Linked DNA regions of Ovis aries: region 1 is linked to region 2. The links are chromatin contacts, called in public Hi-C maps. All regions are on one chromosome and are shown on one strand. The core of a region is the stretch at or near the end of the contact, and the rest is flanking DNA. Distances in the headings are between cores, read along the strand shown.

Region 1 (5,085 bases), core at 2,112-4,611, 250 kb after region 2:
GCCAGGCCAGCTGGGTGACACCTACTACCCTCGCAGTGAATGGTGGCTGGTCCAGCTGGGCAGACTGGTCGCCCTGCTCTAACCGCTGTGGCCGCGGCTGGCAGAAGCGCACGCGGACCTGCACCAACCCTGCCCCGCTCAACGGAGGCGCCTTCTGCGAGGGCCAGGCCTTCCAGAAGACTGCCTGCACCACCGTGTGCCCAGGTAAGGCTGCAAGCCAGGTGGCACCGCACTCGCGCCCGGCCCTGCCTTCTGTGCTGTGTGTGTGTGTGCACCGCTGTTGTGCACATGTGGCCGTGTGTGCAGGCGCCTGTGCGTGCCCATGTGCCCATGGACCACATGCTGTGTCCCCACAGTCGACGGCGGGTGGACAGAGTGGAGCAAGTGGTCAGCCTGTAGCACCGAGTGTGCGCACTGGCGCAGCCGCGAGTGCATGGCGCCCCCACCCCAGAACGGAGGCCGCGACTGCAGCGGGACACTGCTCGACTCCAAGAACTGCACTGATGGGCTGTGCGTGCAGAGTGAGTCTCCAGAGGGCGGGGCCCGGGGTGGCGGCTCTGGAGCCAGATAAGCCCCCCACGCAGCCCCCACCGCCTGGCCTGCACTGAAGCAGTCCCTTGGGCCCTGCCCGGCTGTCATCTCGCCCACGCATCTCCCCATCACCCTCTCTGCCACCCTCTCCCTGTCATCTGTGTCATTGTCTTTCTTTCCCTTTATTTCCCTCAACAGATAAGAAAACTCTAAGTGACCCCAAAAGCCACCGTAAGTCCCGTTTCATGGCTGTCCTCTTTCCTCTGGGGGGACCCCGGGTTTTCCTTGGCTGACTTGTTCAAGGGGTGGAGTGCAGGGCAGGGCAAGGGGCAGGGAGAGTTGAGGGTGCCCCCTACAAGCTCTGTGGGGCTCCCAGCGCCCAGCACTGCATGTGGCATGGTCTCCATCACCGTCAGACGGGCAGACCCTTGGCTGAAAGGAGGGCCCCCAGGCACTGTCTTGCCCTCTCGTTATAGGAGAGGAAACTGAGTCTCAGAGAGAAGGGACTTACCCGAGGATCCAGTTACGATTGGAACCTAAATATTTGGCCAGAGCTGCTCCTAGCCCCACCCCTCGGTTCTCCTCTGCCGGGGTGGGGCTGGCAGGCAGGCCCACACTTACCCCTCCCAGTGCCTCTCACCGCTCCCTCCAGCAGCCGACGGACACCTCCTAGGTCCCTGGGACACCCGCTGCCCTGCGTCAGCCCCCAGGGGCTGTGCTGCAGCTTGGGCAGATTGGCCTGCAGTAATTAAGCCACAATTTCCAAATAATTCCAGAATTATAAAATCGGTAGTGAGGCCCTGAATGCAGCTCACAGCGGGGGCAGACGGGTGACTGATTAGATATTGTAAATCACCAGGCAAGTGACCACCCCCATGATAGCGATGATGTGATGAGGCAGAGCCCCCAGAAAAATGGGAGCCCAGCCCTGGGGACCTTCTCTGGCAGCTCTCCCAGGGAGCCCAAGAATGAGGAGAGATGGAGGTCCAATAGGTGGTGGAATCAGCCAAACCTCAGGGCTGAGGGCCCTGCCCCACCTTGCTGAAGCTCAGGCCTCCCCCCAGTTCAGGCAGGAAAGCCGGCCTCCCTCTCTGAGGGCCCTGGGGATTGGGGGAGGGTAGACAGGGGCTTCCCAGAGCTCCCAGAGGAAATGGGGCAGGGTGGGGGCAGCTGTCTTGGCTCTGCTGCGCTGTCCAGTGTAGTAGCCGCTAGACGTGTGTGGCTTGAAAATTCTATTTATCTTAGCTGAAAATAAATATGTCTAAAAACTCTTTTCCTCAGCCAAGCCAGCCGCATTTTAGTTGTTTAATAACCGCACGTGGCTGGCAGCTGTCATGGGAAACAGCGTAGACATGGGATACGCCATCATCCTAGAAAGTTCTGTTGGACAGAACACCTCTCTGCCTGGCTGTGTGGAGCTGATTCTAGCTGTGCAGCAGCCTGCCCTGCCCACCGTCCAGAGTGGGGTGTCCTCCAGCCTAGCAGCCTGTCTGGGTTGGGGAGTATAACCTGGGGTTGCCTCCCTGAGCCCCTTCCTTCCCTTCCAGCTCTCCCTTCCCTTCCCTCCTCTCCATCCATCACCATGCATCTCATTCTCCTCCTGCTTCCCCTCCCCCTCCCGTCCTCGGCCCAGAATGGAAGTGAGCTCAGAGTGGCTACTTGTAGAGATTTCTGGGAACCAGGACCTTGGGTCCTACGGAGGTTGCTGCAGGCTGCAACTGAGGCCCTGGGTTTACTCTCACTCTGTGGCCCCCTGATTTTGAGCCACAGGCCCTGTCACCTCCTGAGCAGAGAGCAGTGACTTCACTCTTGGGAGTATCCACTCCAAGAGTGCCTGTGCCTCTCCTTACTACACTGGGAAGGAAGCAGAGCATGGGGGCAGGGGCATTTAGACTGGTACACTTATAGAGACTGATGCTCAGAGAGGTTCAAGGCTTGCCTGAGGTCACCAGCCTGTCTGGCAGGGCTCAGATTTAAACCTAGGATAGCGCCAGTCTGTCCCAGGCCCTGCCTCTTCCCGGGGACAAAGGGAATCTCTGGCTCCCCCAAGGCCTGGGTCTCTGCCCCCTGCCCCTCACTCAGCCCTCCTGTCCCCACAGTCCTGGAGACCTCGGGGGACATGGCGCTGTATGCAGGCCTCGTGGTGTCCATCTTCGTGGTGGTGGCTGTCCTCATAGTGGTGGCGGTGGTGGTGTACCGCCGCAACTGCCGGGACTTTGACACCGACATCACCGACTCATCTGCCGCCCTCACCGGCGGCTTCCACCCAGTCAACTTCAAGACTGCAAGGCCCAGTGAGGACCTGGGAACACCTGGGGTGGTGGGTGCGGGCAGGGTCCCCAGGGGGCTTGGCAGCCAGGTGAGCCAGACCAGAGCAGAGGCGCCTGACTCCCTCCTGAGGTTTCTCTAGAGTTTTTTTTTATTTTATTTTTTTATTTAAATTTTATTTTTTGACAATACTGTATTGGTTTTGCCATACACTGACATGAATCCACCACAGGTGTACATGAGTTTTTTTAAATAAAGATCACTGGACAAGTATGGATAAGAGCGATGCAGGAAAGAGAAAAAATAACTCAGGGGGCAAGTCCCTAAGCTTCCTGCCTCAGCTGGCAGTGGAACCTTTCAGAGCTGGAATCTGGGTGGGATTTTGTGAAAGAAGGGCCCCCAACCGTAGCAGAGGGTGGGATGGGGCCAGGGAGGCACCTCAGGCTGAGTCTGACTGCGGCCCCGCCCTGCAGACAACCCACAGCTCCTGCACCCATCCGTGCCTCCTGACCTCACTGCCAGCGCCAGCATCTACCGCGGGCCAAAGTACGCCCTGCAGGACTCAGCCGACAAGATCCCCATGACCAACTCGCCGCTGCTGGACCCGCTGCCCAACCTCAAGATCAAGGTCTACAGCTCCAGCACCACCGGCTCTGGGCCAGGCCTGGCAGACGGGGCCGACCTGCTGGGAGTCCTGCCACCCGGCACGTACCCTGGTGACTTTTCCCGGGACACCCAGTTCCTGCACCTGCGCAGTGCCAGCCTCGGCTCCCAGCAGCTCCTGGGTCTGCCCCGTGACCCGGGGAGCAGTGTCAGCAGCACCTTTGGCTGCCTGGGCGGGAGGCTCAGCATCCCTGGCACAGGTGAGTCCCCGCTCTGCTGGCCCGTCAGCCTGGCCTTGGCATGTTTCCCTCTAGACAGTCCAACATTCACCCAGCCAAAAATAGGACTTCCTGGTCCCATTTCACAGACATGAGAAGTGAGGCCCAAGGGGATAAAGTGATGATAAATGAAGACCTGAGGTCCAGGCCTGCCTCTGCCTCGCTAGGGGAGGCAATCTCGATAAACCTCAATTTCACTATCGAGTAAGTGGGAAAGAATACTGCCATGTAGTCAAGAAACCACAGGGTGCTGTTAAAAAGACAGGGCTGCCCAGCTCAGGTTGCACAGCCAGCAGTTGACAGTTTCCCCGTGTCATACCCTGAGCTAGGCTGGGGCTGGAACCACCCCTTCGGCCTCCAGGACTCTGGCCTATCTCTATATCCCACTGCAATGCCTCCCCTGTGCGGTCCCTCTGGACAGCCCCACTGTGGTCAGTGAAAGGCCAGGGGCCTTTCCTGGTACCCAGCCACTCTCCCCATGCCTTGCTGGTAACCACCAGGATCTCAGAAGATGTCTTTCTCTCTCTATTCCGAGCTGGAGGCCAACCCCTCATCCCCTATGCTAAGGTCCTGGACTCCTTCTAGCCCCTCCCTACTGACCTCTCTCTCCCACTAGGGGTCAGCCTGCTGGTGCCCAATGGAGCCATCCCCCAGGGCAAGTTCTATGAGATGTACCTCCTCATCAACAAGGCAGAAAACACCCTGTGAGTAGAGAGACGCAGCCCCAGCCTGTCTCCCTGCTGCTTGCCCACCTTGGGCTCAAGTATATCCCCTTCTAAACCCAGTGCCAAGACCAGAGATAGTTCTCCAAGGAAGACATTGCTCGATGTTTGTTCCCATTTAAGTCATGCAAAACCAGCTCAACAAATCATAAAACTGAAAGCCAGATGACCAGCTGGCTACAGTATGACAAAGAGCTAATATCCTAACTGTATGAAGAGGTAAAGAAAGAGCTATGAGGCACTGGAAGTTTCCCTGCTTGTGAATTTGCAAAGATATTTTCAAATGTCATAGTACCTTCATGCTGGCAAGAGTGTGGGAACACGGCCCTCCCATGGCACGTTGGTGGGAGTGTGGATGGGTACCAGTTTTCTAGAGGGCTCTTTAGCAGTACCTATCCACAGCATCTGCAGAGTGCAGAATCTTTGAAAATAGGAGCAAAGGTTTGGCTATGAGAATGTTGCAATGTAATAGCAAAAATCTAGAAACGATTTCAAGGCCTGTGCCATTTTTCCTTAACTCTGGGAGCCCCAGGGATACAGAACTGCCTTCTCTCACCCCAGCAGCCAGGGCAGGGGGGAGCCCAGCCCCGCTTCCTCACTGCCTCCCTCTCACCCTCCACCCCGCCCCAGCCCGCTTTCAGAAGGGACCCAGACAGTATTGAGCCCTGCAGTGACCTGCGGGC
Region 2 (5,100 bases), core at 1,676-4,175:
TCCAGTCTAATTGGAGGCAGAATCCCTCCTGCAGCCATGCAGTCAGCGTCTGATCTGTGCTTACATACTCTGGGTGATGGGGAGCTCACTACCACTCTAAGGTGCCTTTTCTATTGTGGGACAGCATCAATCCTCGGCAACCCCCGCCCCCAACCCCGTGTTTTAAGTCCAAATCTTTAGGTCCCAGTTCCGCTCTCTGGTGTCACCCAGACCAAGCTCATGCTTCTCAAGAGAGTTGACCCTGCTATCCAGATTTGGAGAAAGACAAGATTCCCTCCTTGTTCAGGGCTTCAGAATGCTGGGAAAAGCAGAATGCTGGAAAATTGTGGAGAGTGCAGCGTTCTTGGGCCAGTGTGGCAGACGGATGGTGTCAATGGCCTGAGACTGTCACACCGTGCTGTGTCCACGGCTTTGAGTAGTGCTCTCCAGCAGTGATCTGCTCTGGCCAGTGGGGTAGCAGCAAACTGGATACAAGCCCAGGTTGGTTAAAATGTTCATTTGGCCCTGCCTCCTCTCTCTTGGACTCCTGCCACCCATGTGAGAACAAACCCAGGCCAGCCTTCAGGAAGGAGGTGAGAGACACACGGAGCCCAGGTGATCGGGCTGAGGTTGTCCTACAGAAGCAATCCAAGAGCATCCTCCTACTAACCACAGTCTGAGCCCAGCCACGTTGGTCAAGCCTAGTTTAGATCAGCCAAACTCAGAGACTCCTGAGACCCAGGGACTCATGAAAAACAACAGTTCTTATTTTAAGCTACTAAACACCGGGCTACTTTGTTACACAGAAATAGCTAACTACAAAGTCAGTCAGACAACATTGCTCAAGTTGCAATCTTGCTTCACCCACCCTTTCCTAGCAGGGTCCTCAAATAAAGTCTTTAATCTCTGTCAGTCTCAGTGTTCTCATCTGTTAAATGGGTTACTAAGCCTTCTCTTCCTCCTTCAAAGAGATAGTCAAAAAAGATGACAGATGTGGAAGTACGCTGCTAACCGTGAAGAGTACAGGGAAGGGATGTGGGCTCAGGAGGGCCCCACGGGCTGGCCTGGATGGGCTGGTGTCCCTGCGGCTACATGTCAGGGCTTGGCTAAGCAGAGAGCATTGTCCATATTAACCCAGCTCACCTTTATGACCAGAAGCAAGCCCGGCAGGCTGAGTGATAGGGCCAACTGGAGACTTATTTACAAACACAGCCCTTTCGCCTTCACTTCCTCAGTAAAGCCCCGTTGGCGGCAAATGAATGAGAATCAATAGGCCAGTTATTAAGCCGTAAATATCCCTCCCCTTGGGTCTTGGGCCAAGAGCTCTGAGGCTCTCAGCTGAAGGCAACAGAGCTGGGAGCCCCTTGCTCTGAGCCTTTCAGGTAACAGAGGGCCAAGTACCCCTTGCATGGGGCCTGCCTCAGCCCCCAGCCCCACCGGCCACTGCCAAACAGAGGAGAGACTGTTGCTAGTGTTGTGGGCAAGAAGAAGGCCTGGTCTGTGCAAAGCCGCCTTAAAGGACCCTCTTCCCACCACACAACACCTATAATTTAGAAGGGAGGAGGCTTCTATGTGAGCCTTCTATGCGAGCAAGGCCCAAACCCCTCTCCTACCTACACTGAGACTCAGAAGAGGACAGAGAACTCTTCCATCCCTGCATCCTCACAACCTGTGGGTGGAGGGACAACTCAGGCTCCCAAAGAGACAATGACTTCTTCAGGAAACACATGTCCCAAAAGTGACAGAACCCAGACTCGAAATCAGATGTGAGGCGTCTGGTCTGTGCCTTCGTCTAGGATAAGAGAGGAATGGCTGTGTGCATTAAACTCGGTAGATGGTGACTTTTGGAAGGGACGCAGGTTATGAGGCAGCTGAAAGGGGGCCAGGGAGACAGGAGAGGTTAACCCCAGCACTTTTTCAGGAGCCTGAGTGTTTCCTGTTTGATCATTCGTGCTATAGGCCAGGTTACCCAGAAAGTGGCTCACAGGAGTTGGGGGTAGATGAAGGGGAGTAAAGACAGTGTGAGAGGGAAGCAGGGGCCGGTGAAATGGAGAGTTTTGTAGTTTGGTGCAAGAGAGAAGAGGACACACACATACACGCCAGGTAGGGGCACTGGAGGCTTCCTGCAGTCCTTGACCGTGGGCGCCAGGGAGACTATGTGGAGGAGGTTGCATCTGAGCCGGGCCGTGGAGGGCAAGCAGGACTCATGCTCACTTACTCCCCTTTGTAAACGAGAAAGAAGCAAAGAGCTGTCCAGGAGGAAGGGCCAGAATAAACAAAGGCATCAGTGGTGGTGGTGATGGTGAGGGTTATGATGGTGGCAGTGATGAGGAAGATGCTGCTGCTGCTGATGATAGCAGTTGGCGCTTGTAAAAAGACTTTCTGTGTGCCGTGGCCTGCACTAGTCATTGTACATCCCCCACGGTATTAAATCTGCACAGCAACCCAACACTCTCCCTACTTAAGTCCCTGGCTGTTCAGCGGTTCCTGTCCATTGCCTTGTACTCAGCGATGTGCTTTTCCTGTTCCCTGAGGATGCTGGCTGAGTCTCCCATGTGTGAGACCGAGGGGAAGAGCATTGAACGCCTGCCCCACAAGCCCAGGAGCCAAACATCGGAGCTCATGCTTGGAATCTGCTTTTCACTAGCTGGGCAACCTCTCTGGTTCTGTTCTGCTGGTGACATGGGGGGAAGGTTATAATAATAATAAGTATTTTTCTTTTAGGATACTGAGAGGCCTTGATGAGATGCTCCACGACAAGCCCTCCGAAGAACAACTGGCAGACAGTACGTGCTCGGGATGAGCTGTTATTTTTATCTGCCTCCTGCCTGTGACCTTGCTGCCCGTGAATGCTTGCCAAAGATGGGTTGCACGGAATGGGAGTGGCCACTAGCATGTTTTCCCTGACCCAGATCTGAACCCTCTTTCTGTATTTGGAAGACTTCCCACTCTTGGTGGAAGGCAGAGCCTGTCCACTATTACAGAAGCTAAAAACCCCAGCTTGTCACTTTCCTATCCTCCCTTGCAGCTCAGGCACAGACCCATGAGCTGAGGTCTGCCTTTGAGGCGGGCCAGAGACACATTAGCAAGACTCCAGGAACACCATTCTGGTGGTGGGCAGGGGCCACAGGGCAGTTACATGAGTGTCTAGGGTGGTGCGGGCAGTAGGCAAGGACACACAGTTCTCTGGCCTGGGGGCAGAGCGCTGGGTGACCTCTTGTGCTCTGTGGCAATGCGCTCCCCAGACGGGTTTGGTGGCATGGTGGCTTGGCCTACAGTCTGTGTTTTCTAGTCCTTCCCAGAGATTCTGTGATGCCAGTATCCATTCAGTAGATCCTATTTCTGCTCAGTCAGTGTGTATCTCTGCTGCCTGTAGGTAGGATCCTGACAGTACCTAGAGGAAGGTGGAGTTTCTGTTGGACCTGCTGCCGGGCTGAGACACTGGTGAGGTCCTGGGCCAGGCCCAAGGTACTAACCTGCTGCTCAGGGAAGTGGAGCCACCACTCACATCACTGTGTGCAACCTCCCATCAGCGGACACCCCAGGTCTTGGCCTCCAGCACTCCTGGAAGAAGACCTGATGGGGGGCTGCTCCAAAGCACTGGCTACAGACTCCAAGGGAGTCAGGTGCAAGTCCCAACAGAGAGGAGGGTGCTTATGATTTAAAATGCCCCATAATCAGGAAGGGGGCTGGTCATTCTCACTTGCAGACAAGAAGGCCTCAGCAAAAGTCAACTCACCCAGAAATGGAATTCCCAGTCAAACTCCAGGCAGAGCCACATGGCCAACGATAGTAATTAGAGCATTTTACATTACACTGAACTCTAGATTCTCACTTCTTTATCTCATTTTTGCTCATTCTACAGAGGGGGAAACACTGGCTCAGAGCTTACACTGGCTTTCCTAAGGTCGCCCAACAATGAGTGGTAGAGACTTCCAGTGCAGGTATTATAATAGCAAAGATGAAAGGGACCTTTGGGGAAACTGAGACCCAGGAGGGGGTGGTCAAGAGAATCCATCATGGGGAAGCATATTTGAACTTGTACTAGAAACAAACAAAAAAAGTTTCTTATGACCTTAGGATAGAGTGCCCTGCCATGGGAGAGAGTGAGCTCCCTGTTAGTGGAGCTTTGCAAGAAGAGGCAGGGACTACTAGGTGAGTATGTGCGGAGAAGCAAGGACCCCCACACTGACTGGGGGGTGCTGCCATCTCCTGGGACATGTGGTTCACTATAAATGGGGGTTTCTGAAATGATGCAGGTTCTTTCATGATCTTTCTCTGCTTTGAGTCAGTTCAGCCCAAGAGGGCTAAGACGTGCACAGAGGGTGGCTCTGAGTCACAGGCCACGTGGGAGGTCCTGAGCTGTCTCCAAAGGCAGAGCAGAGACCCCAGGGTCGTAAGGAGTCTGTCTCCCTACACACATGCACTCACGTGCACAGACGGAGAAACTGAGGCCCTGAGAGGGGAAGTGAAGGATCCCAAGCTAGACAGAAGTGGAGGCAGGGTGAGACGCCAAGCCTTTGGCATTCAGTCTAGAGTATGGGTTCAAATTGTGGGGTCCCTGATCAGCACCCTCAGCATCCCCTGTTGAAAAGACAAATTCTTAGGCCTCACTGACTCCAGAACCCTGGGAGTGGGCCATAGTCTGGGTTTCATTAAGCGTTGCAGGGGATTTAGCATTTAACTTGTTTGTTTTTAAGTGGAGGATAATTGCTTTACAGTGTTGTGATGGTTTCTGCCTTACATCAACATGAATCAGCCACAGGTGTACATACGCCCCCTCACTCTTGAACATCCCTCCCACCTCCCACCCCGTCCAACCCCTCTAGGCTGTGGGGCGGGGTGAGCTCACAGAGCACTGGGGTGAGCTCTCTGCATCATACAGCAAATTCCCACTGGCTGTCTGTTTTACACATGGTAATATTTACGTCTCAGTGCTCCCTCTATTCATCCCGGCCTTTCCTCCCCCCACTGTGTCCACAGTCTGTTCTCTGTGTTCTTGCAGGGGATTATTCCAATGCAAGTTTAAAATCACTGACATTAGTGCTTTTTGTATTACAACATTAACCAATTTGAGGCCTATGGGTGGGACATCCTTTCTGTGACATCTGGCCTTATTTC

Evidence for each region. Hi-C and Micro-C count contacts between places; a contact is called where the count stands out from the background.
Region 1: a Hi-C map of liver shows a contact between it and region 2, with 2.2 times the contacts expected there. The contact joins two enhancer-like sites. A contact is called at or near these places in 2 of 16 Hi-C or Micro-C datasets (liver and tail adipose tissue).

Annotation. Positions count from the first base shown.
Region 1 is chr25:26,665,585-26,670,669 of ARS-UI_Ramb_v3.0, forward strand. UNC5B (unc-5 netrin receptor B) reads left to right here. Exons shown (of 16, transcript XM_027962423.3): 6 at 37-204; 7 at 357-521; 8 at 2,631-2,825; 9 at 3,273-3,662; 10 at 4,297-4,384; 11 at 5,033-5,085. Among named protein-coding and RNA genes, the nearest start is that of SLC29A3, 21 kb to the right of the region's middle. Within about 2 kb of position 3,362, at least 1 of the 54 cell types and tissues checked has an H3K27ac peak or open chromatin away from gene starts, as enhancers often do. A contact at or near this core is called in liver, where this site is marked.
Region 2 is chr25:26,413,061-26,418,160 of ARS-UI_Ramb_v3.0, forward strand. No RefSeq gene overlaps it. Among named protein-coding and RNA genes, the nearest start is that of PCBD1, 110 kb to the left of the region's middle. Within about 2 kb of position 2,926, at least 5 of the 54 cell types and tissues checked have an H3K27ac peak or open chromatin away from gene starts, as enhancers often do. A contact at or near this core is called in liver, where this site is marked.